Regions from separate parts of the Mus musculus genome. Here region 2 is linked to region 1. The links are chromatin contacts, called in public Micro-C maps. All regions are on one chromosome and are shown on one strand. Each heading gives the region's core, a stretch centred on a gene start, on an enhancer-like site or on the middle of the called end of the contact. The rest is flanking DNA. Distances are from core to core; before and after follow the strand shown.

Region 1 (5,095 bases), core at 763-3,262:
CTAAGTGCAACCTTCTCTGGACCTTTCTCTTCTAGGAGGGGAGGGGTCTGGTGGAATTTTCCAAAGGTTCTGAACTGACCTTGTTAATAAAGTCAAGATAACAAACACAAGTCAGCAATGGTGACAATACCTAACAGAGACAGCCAGCCCTCAGCCTCGGCTCAGGTCAACAAAAAAGACCAGGGCCAACAATAATGTCAAGAAAAAGTTCTCAACTGTACAGATTAACAAAGCAAAAGACCAACAAACATTATACAACTTACCCTACCAACAAGCCTAACTCAGTCTCCTCCATTGCCGGTAGAGTTCTATTTATAATCCCTCCAAACATCACATGTTCTTCTCCACAGGTCTTGACTCAACACATGTCTTGCCTCAACACATATGTCTGTCTCAGCTAACATCACTCTGTCAGTCAATTCAATTCCATCAAAGTGACAAAAAGCCACAAACACACCACCAAATTTTTTGACACGTTTATCTCTATAGAGCCCTGACTTATAAAACCCAACTATACAATATAAGACAGACCAATACATATATGTCATTAACAAAAAAATCCTTCATCACGTGTCCTTTCACATGTTTACTTTAACAAAACATCTGTTCACCTATGTCTATTTCACTAAAACATTCCTTCACAAGTCAATCTTAACACAACTGACTTTCTAAAAAAAAGAAAGAAAGGAAGGAAGAAAGAAGAACCCTAAATTTCTACTTCAGAAAAGAAAATATACATTCACACAAAAACCTGCCCACAAACATTTACAACAGCTTTGTAGGCAATTACAAAAACTTATTCTTGTTTTGTTTTGAGACAGAGTCTCTTTATGTAGTCCTAGCTGTCCATAGCTGAAACTTGCTATGTAGACCAGACGTCTCCAACTCACAAAGATCCTACTGCCTCTGCCTTCCAGAGTGCTGGGATTAAAGACATGCACACACCACACTGGGCAATTTCCAAAATGAATAAAAACCCAAAGTTGCCTTCAATAGATAAACCATAGAATATCCAGATAGAAGATTGTTCAAGACTAAAAAAAAAAAAAGAAGATGCAGGGGCTCAGCAGGTAAAACTGCCCATAGTACAAACCTTATAACTGTTTTCATCCCTGGAACCCTGATTTAAAAAAAAAAAAAAAAAGCTGGGTTGGAGAGATGGCTCAGCAGTTAAGAGCACTGACTGCTCTTCCAGAGGTCCTGAGTTTAATTCCCAGAACCCACATGGTGGCTCACAGCCATCTGTAATGGGATCAGATGCCCTCTTCTGGTGTGTCTGAAGACAGTGACAGTGTACTCACATTAAATAAATAAATAAGCAAACAAACAAATAAATAAATAAATATTTTTTTAAAAGTTGCATTCTGTGGCTCTGCTGGTAAAGTGTTTGCCACACAAGGATGAAGACATAGCTCAGAATCCCCAGGAGCCCTGTAAAGCTGGGTGTGATTTAGGGCACTCATCTACAACCCCAGAGCTCTTACAGTGAAATGGGACAGGGAGACAGAATTCCTGGTAGCCTGTGGTCCAGCTAGCCTGCCTTATCCAGCAGAAAGTGAACAAAAGCCTAGCTAGTCTCAAGCAAGGTGGACGGTGGAAGGTGGAAGACGGAAGGGCGGACAGCCAAGAGGTTGTCCCCTGACCTACACACATGCATGTGCTTTCCCCATACTCACATGTGTGCACATAGAAGTAGGGATTTTTAAAAGATGTACCCACTGGAATAAGCCATTCTAAAGGCTACTTGCTATATGGTTCTGGAAAGGCAAAAGCATGGCGACTGTAAGAATCTGGCTTCCAGGAATTCAAGAGGAAACCCAGATTAATAAACAGCACGAAGGATGCCTAGGACATGAAAGCGCTTTGCTATCATGAAGGAATTGTGTCAGTTAATCCTGAGTGTCCACTTGATGCATCTGAAAACCAAGGAGAGACAAGCCTTTGGGTGGGGTGTGAAGACACTCCCGGGAAGGATCAACAGAGGCAAGGAGACACTCCCATAGAATGGGCGGCACTTTCAGAGGGTGTCAGGTGGCACACATATAAAGAAGTCCCAGGAAAGTGTAGCACTGTTGCTCGCTGGCCTGGTTCTGCCTCTTGATGGTGAGTCCATCCGTTCTTCCTGAAGCTCTGCTGCCATGCTCTGCCAACATCATACTCCAGCGTTTGCCTGTGTTGTGCCCCTTTTGAGAGCCCCCAAAGACCACCACAGAGCCAATTCCAATGCGATCGCACAAGGGTCTTTCCTCAAGCTCGAGTTCAGGCCATACCCTCGTCACTGACGCATCAGGATGGGAGGGTGAAACCCTAAGCCCAGTTTCAAGCAAGCAGTTATAGAGTCAAGCAAACAAGCAAGGGTATCCAGCTTGGCACACATTTGATTGGGGGGACTATCATGGAATGTGCTGCCCTTTAATATGACTGGTTGGTGCTGGAGCAAAAACCTTAACCATCACAGGCAAATATCCTTAGGTACAACTGTAACTTCTGCTTTCCTCCTGGTTAGTGCTTGTTAGTGAGTAACCTGGAGACGAGTGTTAGGTGTAGGCCTGGTGATTCAACCTTAGGTCAGCTTCTCTAAGATGGAGCCTGAGCCCAAGATGGAGTTGGTCTAGTCTCTCACCTTCAGAGATGGAAGGAAGAATAATGGCTCTCCAGCATCTTCCAGGCCCTCAGTGTCAGCTTGGGGCTGCTGAGGCATCTAAACTGTGTGGTCAGTGGGTTCTCGGCTTCTCCAATGCACAGGACGCCATTGTTATACGGAGTATCTGTTCTATGAGCTATTCTAGTAAATCTCCTTTTATGATAGCTGTACATCTGCCATTCTATTATATAGCCATAATACCTAGACATCTATTTAGCATTCTGCCAGTTCTATTCCTCTAGGGAACCCTGCCCAAGAAAGATATACAACTGCCATTGTGCTTCTCTCTAGGCCCAGATAGCCGGCTACAGGAAGACGGAAGCCCAGTGAGCTCTGCTTTTCAGTTGTAGATAGCAGCATAGACTCATCGGGTGTGTCTCTCTTGTGTCTGACTTTAAAAGTGGTGAGGACTGAGCTTTTATGAGGTGGGGCCTGTACTGGTGACCAGCATCCTTAGCTTCATTTTGTTGTGAACCTAAAACTGTTCTTAAAAATAGATAAACAAACAAACAAATAAATAAATAAATAAACACTGCTTAGAAATCAAGGGATAGACGGACATAAGACTCCACTCCGGGGAGCCTTAGCTTACCGGGGACCCTCTGAGTGAACCACGTGGAGCTGGGATCGATGCAAAAAGCAAGAGGAACTTATTGTTCCAGTGCATTGGGGTTGTCCCAGACCCAAAGGAGAGGTGGCAACCCCCAGCACCCATTCCACGAGTTTTTATATGGTTTCCAGGGGCAGAACAGAGCATCAGCAACTAGGCACAATATGATTGACAGAACAGTGCACCTTTAAACTGATCAGTCTCTAGGGAATGAGGTGACAAGGACTTCCTTTCTTCCTTTGTCTGAAGGTGGGCAGCAGTCAGTCCTGCGGAATGTGTCCCCACCCGCAGGTCGGTTCCCACCCTGTGGTCGGAGAAATGTTAATTAGCCTCTCCCTTCCGGAGGTGCAAGGGTTTCATGAGCTGACCTTTTCATAGACAGGCATGGTGGTACATACTTATAATCCCAATGTCTTAGTAGGCAGAGGCAGGTAGGGTTTTTTTTTTTTCCTTTTTTCTTTTTTTAATGATTACAGGGTTAGTGTGGTCTACATAGGAAGTTCCAGGCCAGCCAGGGCTATTCTGGCAAAAAAAAAAAAAAAAAAAAAGGAAAGGAAAAGAAAAGATAAAAAAAAGCTCAAGAATTTGTGTGTGTGTGTGTGTGTGTGTGTGTGTGTGTGTGTGTGTGTGTGTATGTATGCCTCTTATAAGTCAAAAATACCTCTCAACAATTAAGAGCACATACTAGCCTTGCAGAGAACCCTGATTCAATCCCTAGAACCCACAGTGGATGGGTGGCTCCCTCCACCTGTAACTGCAGCCCCAGGGGATGTCTCTGAAAAGTCATCAGCACTCAGGTGCACACAACAACACAGAGGCACATGCACACAACTAAAACTAAGAAAACAATGCTTAAGAAATATTCTGAGTCATTAGGGAAACACTAATTAAAGCCACAGTGAAGTTCCACTTCACACCTACTAAAATGGTTAAAACGGAAAATAATAACAACAAATGCTTATGAGGGTGTGGTGCAAGTGGAATCCTTACAAGCTGTTGGTATTATCTAAAGTGATGAAACCACATTATAAATCCACCCCATGGCCAGCAGTTTTCTTCCTAACCATTTTCCCAGCCTAGCAAGATGGCTCAGTGGGTAAAAGCACTTGCCACCAAGCCTTGGGACCCAAGTCTGCTGAGCCATGACATACTGCACTCACACACAGCACATTATATACACACGATAACACATTATATGCGCACAATAATAGCAAGCAATGTTTTTTTAATTAACTAAAGTATTTACCCAAAGAAATGAAGATACATAGCCACAAAAAGACTTGAGAAGAGATGTCAATGGCAACTTTATTTCTGATCATCAAAGCTAGAAACAGCAATTGGAACCCTAGTTGCAAGCCAGCCTACAGCCCTATTGTAGTGTATGCAATACAGCTATACTTCTTAAAAACAAATACATGGGGCTGCCAAGATGACTCAGTGGGTAAGAGCACTGACTACTCTTCCGAAGGTCCTGAGTTCAAATTCCACCTACCACATGGTGGCTCACAACCACCCATAATGAGATCTGATGCCCTCTTCTGGCATGTATGAAGACAGCTAAGGTGTACTTATGTATAGTAATAAATAAATCTTTGGGCTGGAGCGAGAGCAGGGACTGAGCGAGCAGAGTTGACCAGAGGGAGCAGAGGTCCTAAAAATTCAATTCCCAACAACCACATGAAGGCTCACAACCATCTGTACAGCTACAGTGTACTCATATACATATTAATTAATTAATTAATTAATCTTTAAATAAATAAATAAGTATTAACAACTAGAGGCAAATTCAAATATCCATCAATGGGATTATGCATTAAAAGTAGCTGTGATATATTTATACA
Region 2 (4,549 bases), core at 594-3,093, 140 kb before region 1:
ACAGTGGGACTGTGATACGGGGCTCGGCACACTGGGAAGGACTGGACAGGGCGAGATGGAAACTGTAATTACCACGTGGAGATTCCAGATGACTCATGCACTCTTATTTTTAACAGCTGTTTTCATTTCCAATCTACGGAAACAGAGAGGGGAAAAAATGTGACTGTGGATGCGGATGGGGTGGGTATGGCCAGAGCTGCCAGCCAAGGAGCGAGGGTTTCAGTTCCTTGGTGCTTTATGAGCAGTTCAGCTGACCTCAGAAACTGGAGGAGAGAGTTTATATCCTGTCCACAGCCGGCTATGTCTATGTCCAAACAAGCTGGCCTGTGCATGGACAAGTGTAGCACTAAAGATATGGGGTGGGAGGGGGGAAGAAAATAGAATTTGGAGACAATGATATTAGCTTGACAAAAGTCAAAGAAGGGGTGTCAGGAAGTGAGCATGCGATGGTGCAGGAATGAAGAGCCTCGCCTCAGGCAGAGAAGAAAGGGATAAGGAACTAGGCGCCCACAGAAGAAGTCACAGTCAGTCAGCAATGGAATCCGGAGACAGAGAGCTCTCACCATTAGGACAAATGAAATCTTAAATTCCCCTCTTGGATAGTGGGAGACAGATCTAATTTGCCAATCTGTTATTAGATTTTTTTTCAGCTTATAAGCTAATTAAACAAATTGATTTATGGAGAAAAAAAAAAACAAACAAAGAAAAAACTTGGAGAAGAGATGTGCCACAGGGTAAGTTTCTCTGTGAGTGTCTGCTCTGGTGATGAGGAGCAAAACTCAGAAGACCATCGCCAGCTCAGTAAGCAAACAGAATGAAGTCTGCCAAAGACAGAGGAGTGCTGTGCTGAGGTAATCCGACCTCCATTGTTCCTCCTCGGTTGTTTGCAGAGGCAGAGCTGAACTCATTACAGGTGCTTGAGAGAAAGCAGATTACCCGTTACTTCATCAGCATCCTGTGAGGAGGTCTCAGGGGAACACACTGTACCTTCTTAACTACCCTCTCTCCTGCCAATAAGCAATCTGAGGGTTTTTAGTTCGGTGGCCTTCGGGAACTTCCTGCTCTTCCGCAAAGCTTTCCCTCTGCAGGAAGACTTAGGGCAGGTAGCAAGCGGGCCAGAATTTCCTTTTCCCACATGGTCTAACTTAAAGACTCCACAGGGGGCCGGGTGTGCAGGGGAGCAACTGAGGCATCTGTTAAAGCCAGATGGAGAAAATGGGGGGGGGGGAGTTCATGTCTTAGCTGAAGGTCACACAGCTGGCCAGAGTCAGAGCCAAGGGGTGTGTCCTGCGTGGCCTTGGCATTCACGGCTATTTAAACCATAGACTATGAGAATCAGGAGTGATCTCAATGCTCACTGACCGTGAGGTTTTCAGTGTTGAGAACCTTCAGAAGGCCAGCCTTGGCTCAAATAGATCTAGTGACAGAAAGTTCAGAATTTAATGAAATGGTTCTTTTCCATTCCAGAACTACTCTAATTATTTGAAAATTTAAATGTTTACCACTTCTTTTGAGCCACTATGTTTACACACACACACACACACATACACACACCATCCACTTTGTCTCTGAGAGTAAATTAGTTCTCATTACTCCTCTTCCATAGCTGGGCTGATTCCCAGGTACCCACAGAGTGGACTAACTTTCCCTCAACTCCTCTTTAAACAACTTGTTTACCTTTGGATCTTTCTACTTTTACCCTTCTTTTCTCCCCCCCTGATGGGCTCTAAGGTATCACACTCTTCGTCCTAGCACCCACCACAAAACACGTGATACTCTCTGCCCCTTTCTGGTTTCTTCTTTAATGTGGCCACAGCATCCGGGTGACTCACACATTTCTTTTAATCCAATCAAATCCATAAACTTCTTCTCATATGAGATGCTTGCCAACCTAAGCGTCCCCTGACTTGCACTTCTACTTTTGAGATCAGGCCAGCTTTTAAAGCTTATCCCTATTAAGTGGCAACTCGCTGAGACCAGCCCCACCTGACACACCATTTCAAAACTGGAATTCTGCCCCATACCCTCTTTCACCCAAGAGCCAGGAAAACTGCTAGATTTGCCTTCTTTGTGCCTATCCAATTCGCTGGCAAAACGTTCATCAAGTCCAGAGCACAGACAAACCCTGGGAAACTGTAAGCATTTTAGCAGGCATGTGGGAGACACATTGTAGCTATTCATTCAACACTCTATCCCCAGGGCCAGGAAATGTCTAGGAATGCTCTGTTCTCCTTGGTCTCTCCCAGGTCCTCATCTCTGCAGCTGCGTGGAAAACTCATATTTGAGAGAGATGATTAAGGATTTTTGCAAGGGAAGCTTTGCTTTCCTAGGCCTCTCGGGGACAGTTATTCGGGGGGCCAGCCAGAGAGACATCGTTTTTTGTTTTTTTCCACTTGTGCAGATTTATAACATGCCTGAGCTAACCAAAGCCCCAAAGCTCCCAGGCCTGTGGAGTCAGTGTATACTGTGACTCTGGCTGCCGTGCCAGATCTAGGTTTGGAAGTGCCTTGTAATTCTGTTTTATGGATAACCTCTACCAAGCCCTGTCAGCTGATCTGCAGAGCGATTTGGGCAAGTTATATAACAGCATTCCTCCCCTCCCCGGGCTTCTGCGGTTTCTTACCACAGACTCTCCTAACCCTTCCCCAGTTCCAGTTCACAGCGCCCTCCCGGGGAAGCCATTGAGGATGCTCGTCCTAGGGTTTAATCTAGAATAAGGAAGACAGGGCGCGCAGTGAAGGTGACCGAGGTCAATTGAGTCACTACTGTGGATTAGAAACCATCTCATAAAATCTCCACATTGCAAAAGACTAGGGACAGAGCTTCAGGGGTAGATTATGGTCAAGCAAGACCCAGATACCTCGGGACCCTTTTCTAACACTTTATGGTTTAATGTTTCAAAACTACTTTATAAAAACTAATCAACTAGAACAGGGGCTATCCCAAAAGCCATTGCCTGTATGTAGGATATATTCTACTAGCTGGGCTGCCTTGTCTGGCCTCAGTAGGAGAGGAAGCCTCGCACAGACTTGAAGTACCAGGGTGGGGGTAGGGGAAAACCTAGGGGGTCCTCCCACAGGCTCAGAGAAGAAGGGGAGGGGAGATGAGGGAAGGATTGTGGGAGGGGGTGACCAGGAGGTAGGCTGTGAGCAGGATGCAAAGTGAATAAATAAAACACTAAAATTAAATTAAAAAATATTATATTCAAAAGATATTATATTTATATATGCATGTGTGTGTGCACGTGAACGCGTGTGTTTTACAGACTAATGTTTGAAGTTATCTGCAAGGGGTGTTTCCTTGCAAAGTTTAGAATCATGGAATTCAGGACTTTGGTCATATGGCAGGTACTGCTGAGCCTAAACTCTTTATTTCAGAACTGTCCAGTCAAGGTCTAAACAGACCATGAACTTACATTACTAAAATTAAAGCCAAATAATGTAAATTTACCCACTAGATTTAATAATGGCTGGTGTCCACACTACTAAAGTGGCAGTGAGTATATTTTGCTTTAAAAACTATATATGACCAGCCTAAATAGAGATCTATTACTACATTATAGGGGCTAACTTGAGGTAATGAGTAGAAACTGCAACATTACTAGACACCCCCGAAACACATCTTAGAAAACCATTAGACTAAAATATAAATCCATTACTCTCATCATATGTGTCCTTGCTAGTGGACACAGACCTATCAGGCAGAAAAGATGGACATGTCAGAGATATATGTACACATTTCAGAAGTCCAGTGTTGGTTGCTCTAGGTGAGAATACAAAACACGACAACTTCCTCAGAAGAGATAGACTACTTCTAAAAATTAAAAAAAAAAAAAGTCTAGTGGGGAAAAAACTGTTTTGTAAGAAGTTGTAACCACACAGAAGAAAACCACATAGATGAGCCATGCCTCATGACTTGTCAATAAAAACTAAAAGACTGTCAACAGAGAAAAGGAAACGGCGGTCTTCAGAAGAAGTGGAGGCAGACTGGCCTCATTTCTTTCAGATAAACATATTAGATTGGCTGATTAGAAGGCTGTTGAAGACATCCTGTGTCTAGGTTTGATCAACGGTTTTCGCGATTTTGACACTGATGAAGTTCAGGTTGGCTGATACTGCAAATGGACCCAGAAAAAAACATTTAAAAAAAATGATGTGTGCTTGTCAGAGAGCTGAGGTTACTGACATCACGGAGGGAAATCTGTAGAGTACCTTAATGCTTTGCCCATTCCCTGGAAAACATACACATCTTCACAATACATCAAATATCAAATCTTATTTACCTATTAACTAACATACCACAAACTGCAGTAAGCCCTGAGGAATTAAAGACAAAAAGGAGAAAGTTTTTAACTCCCAGGTCTCCACACTCTACTAGATTACAGACCCTGAATCTAAAATATAATATAGTATGGATAAATGAATTTAGAACTTGGTCCAAAAACATGACCACAAAACTATGTGGCACATACCCTACACAATAGACTGATAAGTAAATTCTTTTTGTGAAATTCTAATCTTTAACTTCCTTTATTTTTTTCGGCATATAC

Evidence for each region. A called contact is a pair of places that touch in the nucleus more often than the background predicts.
Region 2: a contact with region 1 is called in a Micro-C map of embryonic stem cells, with 1.6 times the contacts expected there. The contact joins two enhancer-like sites. A contact is called at or near these places in 2 of 484 Hi-C or Micro-C datasets (bone marrow-derived macrophages and embryonic stem cells), 3 of 115 datasets of contacts at active chromatin or transcription factors (embryonic stem cells and kidney) and 4 of 9 other capture datasets (adipose tissue, embryonic stem cells, liver and 1 more).

The regions. Positions count from the first base shown.
Region 1 is chr1:151,542,673-151,547,767 of GRCm38.p6, reverse strand. No RefSeq gene overlaps it. Among named protein-coding and RNA genes, the nearest start is that of Niban1, 26 kb to the left of the region's middle. Within about 2 kb of position 2,012, at least 10 of the 459 cell types and tissues checked have an H3K27ac peak or open chromatin away from gene starts, as enhancers often do. A contact at or near this core is called in embryonic stem cells, where this site is marked.
Region 2 is chr1:151,682,510-151,687,058 of GRCm38.p6, reverse strand. All of the region lies in intron 5 of Niban1 (niban apoptosis regulator 1), which reads right to left. Among named protein-coding and RNA genes, the nearest start is that of Gm41969, 52 kb to the left of the region's middle. Within about 2 kb of position 1,843, at least 164 of the 459 cell types and tissues checked have an H3K27ac peak or open chromatin away from gene starts, as enhancers often do. A contact at or near this core is called in embryonic stem cells, where this site is marked.